2 separate regions of the Mus musculus genome follow, and region 1 is linked to region 2. The links are chromatin contacts, called in public promoter capture Hi-C maps. All regions are on one chromosome and are shown on one strand. The core of a region is the stretch at or near the end of the contact, and the rest is flanking DNA. Distances in the headings are between cores, read along the strand shown.

The links. Promoter capture Hi-C pulls out the DNA fragments that hold promoters and counts their contacts.
Region 1: a contact with region 2 is called in a promoter capture Hi-C map of hippocampal neurons, with 7 times the contacts expected there. The contact joins the enhancer-like site here to the promoter of Tmem178 in region 2. A contact is called at or near these places in 6 of 39 promoter capture datasets (the 3T3-L1 cell line, the C10 cell line, cranial neural crest and 3 more) and 3 of 115 datasets of contacts at active chromatin or transcription factors (embryonic forebrain, forebrain and stem cell-derived neural progenitor cells).

The regions. Positions count from the first base shown.
Region 1 is chr17:83,000,576-83,005,520 of GRCm38.p6, forward strand. No RefSeq gene overlaps it. Among named protein-coding and RNA genes, the nearest start is that of Gm4601, 46 kb to the left of the region's middle. Within about 2 kb of position 3,651, at least 1 of the 459 cell types and tissues checked has an H3K27ac peak or open chromatin away from gene starts, as enhancers often do. A contact at or near this core is called in hippocampal neurons, where this site is marked.
Region 2 is chr17:80,942,446-80,947,187 of GRCm38.p6, forward strand. Tmem178 (transmembrane protein 178) reads left to right here and starts at 2,187. Exons shown (of 4, transcript NM_026516.2): 1 at 2,187-2,643. The coding sequence starts at 2,244.

The DNA of each region.
Region 1 (4,945 bases), core at 2,401-4,900, 2.1 Mb after region 2:
GGTGTGTTCTTATCCCTGCCCCACCCTGCCTCCTGTCCACCAGATGAGCCACTTCGCTACAGCGCGCATGTGCAGAGAGAGAGAGAGAGAGAGAGAGAGAGAGAGAGAGAGAGAGAGAGAGAGAGAGAGAGAGAGAGGCGCAGACAGAAGCAATGGAACCAAGGGACCATGATGCGAAACTAATGAGTCTCTGAGCTGAAATATATCCCTCTTTAAATTTTTACTATTCTGTCACAGCACTGAACTCCTGACTAGTGTGAAGAGTTGCCCTTTGCTTTTAAGAATGGTGATGTGATCATGCCTGCATTTTAGAAAGATAGTTTTGGTGTCTATATAGAGAAGAGAGAAATCGCCAGCAAGAAAATTAAGTAGGCTGATGTGAAGTATTCTGTTTCAGAGGAGGAAGTCCTGAAACAAGAAAGTGGCCATGGCTCCCCATGGTTTAAGGGAGTCTATAGGTAAAATATACAGAAAAAGTGATATTGCTAAAGAAAAAAAAAATGACCATGGTGTCTTTTCTGGATCTTTCTGTAATTCAGTTTCACTCTTACCTAATATGGCCACCCTCCTGGAGAAAGTCCCCCTGAGAGCGTTCCCTTTCCTTCCTGTTCTTTGTCACAAATTTAGAAAATAAAATGAAGCCAAATAACCAGTGTCTAGTCCTTTTAAATGAGGTAGAGAGGGAAAGTTATCGTGGTTGTCCCCTGTGATGGGGAGCAGGCTCCAGAGTGGTCCTATCTAACCCTTGCAACTCCTTCATCACACACAATGAAGTAATGGCAGCTAGGGAAATTATGTAAATTGCTATGATACACAAATGATTCTTTAAAATGTACATTACAGGGCTGCTGAGTTGGCTCAGTGGTTAGGAGCACCGACTGCTCTTCCAAAGGTCCTGAGTTCAAATCCCAGCAACCACATGGTGGCTCACAACCATCCGTAACAAAAACCTGATGTCCTCTTCTGGAGTGTCTAAAGACAGCTACAGTGTACACACATATAATAAATAAATAAATAAATAAATAAATAAATAAATAAATAAATAAATAATTTTTAAATGTACACTACATCCCTCAGAGTTGCCTGAGACCTTTGGCAGGTATGATAGTCCTCTGCACAGTGTCCTCCCTGCTCATCTTTCTTTAAAGAGGGTAAAGCCAGCTAACATCTTCTGTTAGTGCCTGTTTCTCTCACAGTAAAAAGGAGTTTGGAGCCACCTAGTGGCTTGTCTGCAGAGTTGCATATTTTTTAATGTTTAATATCTCATAATTTTTGCTAATCGAGTTAATAGTATTTGTTTAACATTTTAATCTCACTGTACGTTTAACACATTGACTACTTGTGTTATGTCAGTGATCTTTACCAGCTCTTGGTTACATTATTGTCCCCCAAGGTCTATGTCTTAAAGATAAGGTTCCCAAGGAGGCCTGGAAATGGTAGTTCCTCTGAGACTTGTACCTACCGAGGGAGGTCTTTTTGTCACTGCAGATATGCACTCAGCGAGGACTGTGGTCTCTTCTTTTTCTTTCTTTATTATTTATTTATATTTATTTTATCTTTATTTCCTGGCTCATCAAGTTCCATCAATTGTTCTTGTTATAAAAAGCTGCCTTCATCAGAGGACCACAGAAAACAGAGATCATGGACTGAAAGCTTCAGAATAGTGACACCACCACCACCCCCAAAAAAACTTCTTCCTTTATAATTCAATCACGTCAAATTCTTCATTATAGTACTGAGATACAACCTCCTTCCAAAACTCGTGTCTTATGACAACTGAATCACCTGCCTTTCTACAGAGAAATGATAGCCATGCAAAATAAAGGTGTGGTCTCACAGTTTCAATGTAGCCCTACATATAACAAGTAAATGCAGAGAAACTATAAATAATACTCATTTCATATGTGAGAATTTGAAGGCATTTGAAACCATGACAAAGCAGCCAAAGACGTGCACTTCCATGTGGACTGACTAGGCATGCCACTGTGGCGCCAATCAGAGAGCCACAGGGGAGTGACATTGGCTGCCACGTGCAGGCTGCACTAGTGATATCATTTTCTAAAATGGAGATCAACTTTGGTAAAGTGGAGACTAAAATAAAGGATTGAAGCCGTTGAGAAGGCTCAGTTGGCTCAGTGCTTGCTGCCCAGCATGAAGAACGCTTGTGTTGATCCCCAGCACCTATGTAAGAACCAAGCCTGGTGATTTGGAGTTGTAATCTTAGGGATCGCTGGGGCTCACTGGCCAGCTAGCCTAGCCAATTGGGTGAACTCCAGCCTCAGCAAAAGACTCATCTCAAAAAACAAAGTGGAGAACGATAGAGAAAGACACTCAGCATCGACTTCTGACCTCCATGTGTATCTCTGTACACACATGTACACATGCGAAGGCACACACATGTGCAGGCACACACATGCACACGCACACTCGCGCACACACCACACACACACACACACACACACGTGGGTCCGTGGGATATGCCTCTTGGGCAGGTGGAACTTGGAGCGCTCAGACTGCGTCATCCAGCATGGGTCGTCATTGTAGGACGTCGTAGCTTTTTAAGGAAGCTCAGCTGAGACACCACTCAGGGGTTGGGAAAACACATCCTAGGATGTGGTAGGCCGAATCTGGGGTCCCCTGATTCTCAGGTACTCAGTCAAGGCGGAAAACCACACAGGGGAGTCAGGAACAAAGTGCCCCAGGTCCAAGGGCCCCACAACGAGACTGGGACCAGGAAAATGGGAGCTCTGACTAAGCTCATCTGCACAAGCCCTTAGCTTGGCGATGGTTGTCATCTGAGGGAAAGTTAGGCTGCAGCTCTGTAGGCCAAGGCCTTCTCCGTGCTCCCCACAGCAGTTCTCTCAAGAGAGAGTCTTTAGTTCCAAACTGTTTATCATGGAAAAATGGATGCATATCATGGACCAGAGATTAAATACCTTTTGCACAGAGGAATATCCAGGAAGGGAAGCTTATTGTCTAAACCCTCGGGGCCGCAAGATACCTCATTAGCATGGAGAACTCTGTTTTGGGCTACAGGACCATCGTGTTTCCTTATGTGGGAAATGTGGCGCGTGTTCCAGGCCAGGAATCTGGTAGGGAACAGAGCTGCCTCCCATCTCAGGTGTGTCTAGGTGCAGGGGACTCTGAACCTGCTCAACCTACCAAATTTCCTGGCATGGTCCACTGTCTGAGAGAGAGAGAGCGAGAGAGAGAGAGAGAGAGAGAGAGAGAGAGAGAGAGAGAGAGAGAGAGAGAGAGAGAGAGGAAGACAGGGGGGAAGAGGGGGAGGGGGAGCGGGAGGGGGGAGAGAGAGAGAGAGAGAGAGGATAAAGTACAGTTATTCCCTCTATATACATGGTGGTTGTATTCCCATAAAAAAGTAATTAGCAACACGTGTTGCTCAACAAAGCTGAGATACAGGCTCTGGCCACTGCAAACCCTCTTCTCACACTGAGGATGCCTGGAACAGGCAGTGAATATGCCTGCCCTCCTCCTGCCTAAGAAGTAGAAACCCTGAATCTTATTTAGAAACAAGACTCTAAGACTCTAAACATAAGAAGGAAAACAAGTATCAGCTTATGCCCTGAGGATAAAAGAATGATTCAAAGGCATGGAGCTATCTGAGCCTTGTTTTTACCTCTTGCATGCCAGATTGGATGCTGAGCAAGCTAGCAACATAAAAGCACATACAGAAAAAAAAAGCCTGTTTCCTATATGCAAAGGACCAAGCGAAAGGCATTGTAGCTAACTTTATTGTGGTCAAATATCACACACGCACATGCACATACACACACACACACACCCTCTGACCCATCCCCAATTCACACACACAAGGCCAAATAGAGATCATATATTTCCACTCTCAGCTAATGCTAATGAGGCTGCCCACCCCCACTTCCTCCCACAGGAACAGAGCCAGAGAAATCCACAGCAAAACAGAGCTCAGTCAACCATCTAAAAAATTATAATCAAAGGGAGAATTTTGAAATCAGTATGAGACAGATGACACCTTCCCTACAGGGTAGAGATAATCAGGACCACAAAGGATTCCTTACCAAAAATCCCAGGAAGCAGGGGAAACAGTTACATTTTCCCTGTGCTAACAGAAAAGAACTATCCATGCAGAGCAACATTTAAAATGTCCTTCAGAAACGAAGGAAAAATCAAAACATGCTCAGATGAAAGAAAATAAAGAGAAATTATCAACAGCCTGCCTATCCTACCAAAATGCTTACAGAAATGTGGTTTCTAAAGATCTCCCTTAAAATATGAAGAAAAGGGGGAACTAGACAGATGGCCCAGTGGTTAGGTACACTGACTACTCTCCAGAAGACCCCAAGAGTTCATTTCCCAATGGTAGTTCACAATCATCTACAACTCCAGTTCCAAGGGATCTAAGACCCTCTTCTGACATTTCCAGTCACCAGGTACACACTTGGTGAACAGATATACAGGCAGACAAAACACTCACACACAAAATAAAATAAGAAATAAAGAGAATGAAGGTGTCTTAGTTAGGGTTTTACTGCTGGGAACAGACACCACAACCAAGGCAACTCTTATAAGGGCAACATTTAATTGGGGGCTGGCTTACAGGTTCAGAGGTTCAGTCCATTATCATCAAGGCATGAGCATGGCAGCATCCATGCAGGCATGGTGCAGAGGAAGCTGAGAGTGCTGCATCTTGACCTGAAGGCTAACAGGAGAAGACTGTCTCTAGGCAGCTGTAAGGGTCTTAAAGCCCATCCCAACATGACACACTTCCTCCAGCAAGGCCACGCCTCCTAATAGTGCTGCTCCCTGGGCCAAGCATATTCAAACCACCACAGAAGGTTACCTAAGTACACCTCTCACTCCTCACCAAAGAAGCTTCTCTTGTCAGCAGACAGAGACCATTACAGGAAGCCACAACTGCTCAAAATTCAGAACAACTGACTGTGATGTT
Region 2 (4,742 bases), core at 937-3,436:
TACCCTTTTTTCACTTGGGGACAGGGTTAGTGTGATGATAATCATGTGACTATGAAATGTGGCTGAGTATTTGTGCCTTGTAGTACATTGGGTGAGGACATGATAAAGGGGCGAAGACAACTAAACATGAAGCAGTCTCGGGGCTTGTAATAACTATCTTGAGAAATGCCATATGGTATATGTATATGTATATATGTGTATATGTATATATGTATATGTATATGACACAGGGCACTCTAAGTTAATTTCAGATGCCAGTTCGACTCACAGTTAAAGGGGCTCTGTATATCTGGAAAGATCTATAATCTTACACATATTATAGAATATAAATAAATGAAACCTTCTAAGTCCCATCATTTCTGTGTAAATCCTGAAAACGCTTCCTCTGCCGGGTTTAGTGCTTCCTGAGAAGGAAAAGCTGATTGTGAGAAGAACACTAAAATTGTAATTCTTTGTCTTCCTTAATTAGACCCAGAGCTCATCACAGTTCTTGCTGAAGCTGTGAGGAAAAATCCAAGCAATAATTCACATTGTCAGGTCAGCAGACACGGGCATGGGGGTCTGATAGGACCAAGATTTGCTTAAGGGATCTTTCTGTGAAGTGAACAGCTAAGAAGAGGTACATGCTCTTCCACAGGAAAAAAAAAATCCCTGAAGACGTGGAGCCCAAGCAGCAATGAACATGGATCGCAGCAGCATCTCGTGTCACCGTTACAGATGCCATTCCATAGGAGGCAGATCAACCACCTCTATACCAACGGACGTGGGGCACTAATTAATAAGTCCCATTAAAGCACGGAGTAATGACATTTAGCATCTAATGAATGCCTCATAATCTCTTCAGTCATTAATATTTCATAGTGTCAGAGCATAAGGATAGCCGTCCTGGACTGGTACAGCATGGTTTTCTGCCTCTGACATGGCCCCAAGGGTGTAGGTGGGACCAGGGTATGGCACCTTGCCATGCAGAATATACATGCGCATCATTCACTCTGTACTTTGGTCCCAAGGATTCCTCTTTTAGAAAGATCCTGCCTGCCATTTTTAGAGTGAACATCTGTGACTCCAGAAAAGCCCTGGAAAAGCAGAAAGCCTCAGATGTTGACCGGTGTAGAGCACTGGTTTGTTGTTGACCCTCGATGACCACCAGGAAAAAAAAAAACTAGTACAGGAGAAAATCATTACTTTGATTTATCACTGGTGGGCTTGCTTTATTCAAAGGCAATAATCACTTGGCAGAGCAGGTGCCACTGCAAGGCCGTATTGATCCAGGAGACGGTCAGTCACTCAGGCGTAGAGATAGCCCAAGAAAAAGAAGTCCATCTCAGAACAGGCAGGAATGAAGTGGGCGGCTATTATCTCTGACTGTGGTTCTGTGGCTCCAGGGACACTGGGCATCTTCTTGCAGAAGCAGGGCTGGAGCAGAGAGAAGGGTTCCAGGCTGCCAGGAGCCCGAGAGAGGGAAGCAGGGCTATTGAGCTAGCTGCCAAGGTCTCTGAGATTGGATCCTTCGGAAGTCTAGAAAAGAGGCTGGCTGCTCTAGATCAAGAGTCTAAAGAGTCAAAACCACACGCGTTCAAGGATGGGATTTGCTCCTGGGAGCAAAACAGAGACAGTGATCAAAATCAACTTGGACAAGAGACAAAGATCCAGCCTGATGTTGGTGGATGTCTTGTAAGGTCGTGGGAGGGACAGAGGATCGGAGGTGGTGTGTGCAGGGGTAGGTGCAGAGAGGGTTGGAATCCAAGGCAGGTATATAAAGGCAGAAGGAGCCAGGGACACAAAGGCCCTCCCGAGTGGGGAAAGAGCGTCTGGAAGAGTTGAAGAAAAGTAAAGGGAAAGTAGGGACGGGGTTAAGAGGAGAAAGGAGGATAGAGAGCAAAGGGAGGATGGAGAGCAGAGGTGAAGGCAGGGAGAGGGGGCTGGAGAGAGGGGGCTGACCGCGGGAGCTGGAAGCAGGGAGAGGGACGAGGGGCGTGATCGGCCGGGGTAGCGGGTGGGTGGGTTGTGGAGTGCGGGGAGCCGGCTTAGGGGGAGGGCCGCGGGAAAGTGAGAGCGCGGGAGGGCGCGGGGCCGGGCGGGAGGAGGCTCCCGCGGGGGAGAGAGGCGGGCGGGCGGCCGTGGGAGGGAGAGTGCGGGGCAGGTGGCAGGGAGGGAGGGCGCTCGGCGGAGCGCCGAGGCCAAGTGCATTGTGTCTGGCGGCGGCGGCGAGCCCACCGGCGGCGGCTGCTGGCCGGGAAGCCATGGAGCCACGGGCGCTCGTCACGGCGCTAAGCCTCGGCCTCAGCCTTTGCTCCCTGGGGCTGCTCGTCACGGCCATCTTCACCGACCACTGGTACGAGACCGACCCCCGGCGCCACAAGGAGAGCTGCGAGCGCAGCCGCGCGGGCGCCGACCCCCCGGATCAGAAGAACCGCCTGATGCCGCTGTCGCACCTGCCGCTGCGGGACTCGCCTCCCCTGGGGCGCCGGCTGCTCCCCGGCGGCCCCGGGCGCTCAGACCCTGAGTCCTGGCGCTCGCTTCTGGGGCTTGGCGGGTTGGACGCTGAGTGTGGCCGGCCACTGTTCGCCACCTACTCGGGCCTCTGGAGGAAGTGCTACTTTCTGGGCATCGACCGGGACATCGACACCCTCATCCTGAAAGGTGAGCGGCGGGCGCGCCCCGCGTCTCTACGTCCGCGCGCGGAGCTCAGCCCGGGCATCCCAGGGGCGCGCGGGTCCCCGCGGTCGCCTCTCCAGTCGCTGCGCTCCGTTGCCCCGCGCATTTTTCACCCTTCCAGATTGCTTCCCTGCTTTCCTTCCCCAGCTACTCTTCTTTCTCCCTTTCCTTGCTCCTTCATCCTACCCTTCTTTTACCATTTTCCTGGACTCCGTTTTACCCCTCACACTGTCTCTTTATCTTCCCTAAGACTCTCTCCTCTGGTCCTTCTCTGTCTGTGCCTGGCTGACTCGGGGTGTAGATATGGATTTTCTTGACAGTGTTCCCAGGGAGGGTGACAGCCACAAAGACTGATCTTTCTCAACTGGGTTCCTTTCCTCAACTTGCATTTTCCTTTGAGACGTGCCCTTTGGAAGAGACAAGGTGTAAACCTCAGAACAAGGAAAGAGGGCTTTCTCATGGATTGAGCTCGCTGGTATACCATTAAATCGAGGTGGCATTCCAGCCTGGAATGGGGAGCGAAGGTCTGTCCTCCAAACACTCCAAGTTCAGGATCTGTTTGAATTGGACTTCGTATTCCCTAATTCACTAGTAAAGGCAGCTAAAGGGATCTAAGACACCGGCTTTACTCATTATTCAACCTTCCAGATGACCACCCTCCTCAGGGTCTAGGAAGCAGCTGAGGAGAGCCAAGGGCCAAGTCCTTGAAAGTAGACTTGCGCTCAGAGATTCTACCTGCCACGCTCTTATGGTTGTGACACTTTGTAGGTTGTCTTTATTGTTTTGTTATTGGGCTTTGCGTTGGTACAGCATCATTTTGCTCTTCTGGAATCTATGCAACACCTATCTTATGTATGGAATCAGGTAGTTTGAATATTTTCTTTGTAATCCTCTCTTGTGGTGATTCCTTTAACTTCTAAAGATCAAACCTTAGTAGAATTTTTTGTCCCCTGAGAGAAAAACAAATAAATAAACTTCTTTTCCTTGGACTCACTGTTCCCAAAAGGAAGTACGAGGTCAGTCCATTTGAAAATATTTAGAAGCAAGTGAACAGATGTAAATTGAATTACAGCCTGCCATGGAACTACCGAGAAAGGAGGGGGTTAATACTGGCCTTCCCCATCTTGTTCTTTGGCATAGTCTTCATTTCTCAAACATGTCAATTTCCTCCTTCCCATGGCTAGCCCAGCTGGGGACTGCCATCCAAATCTGTCTGTATATGGAAGGACTCCAGCAATTTGGGGGTGGGGTGGGGTGGGGCAATCGGATACAGTAATCTTCCTTTGGGAAGTAAACCTTTTTCTTTTCTGTTCCAACTTGCATCCAAATCTGATTTCTCCTCATGAAGACACTGCATAATTAATCCTGATAGTAGCGTAATACAGGAACAAACTGTAAAAGCTGACTGTGGAGGCTCAGTTATGGAATGCTCATTTAGGCAGGACAATTTTGAAAGTAAGCAGTGTAGTCTGTCTTTGGAAATAGCAGAATTGCATTTTTCACACACACACACACACACACACACACACACACACACACACACACACATTCCCCTGTGCTTAGAGTATTTCACTGCATGCAATTTGGATAGAGTGTAGTGTCTGAAACAGTAGAGCAGAGTCTAAGCCCACAGCAGGAGAACTCCCACAGGGATACTCCAGGATACTTATGGAAATGTGCTGGCTAGCTGAGGTGTCCAGAATCAAATGATCGTAGGAGATGAAGAATGTTATCAGAGGTCAATGAATCCAACCTTTCAATCCACTGTTCTAACCCTGCTACAGTTTCTGACAGATGGCCACCCAATACAGAACTCATATGCTATTTAGATGAATTACATTGTTCTGGTCATGAATACATCTTTTAGATGAAAAAAAAATTACCTCACATATATACTATTGATAGTTGCTAGCTCATCCTTTGTGGAGAACACTGGGGGTTTCTGGCCTGACAGAAGGTAGGGGTGGCTACAATCGTTCATACTTACTTGGTTTTGTTGTCTCTTGTCTGTGAGGGTTGACTATTCTTTGGGGAACTTGCTAGATCTGAGATGTATCGTTGTTTTAAGAACAACAACATGATTT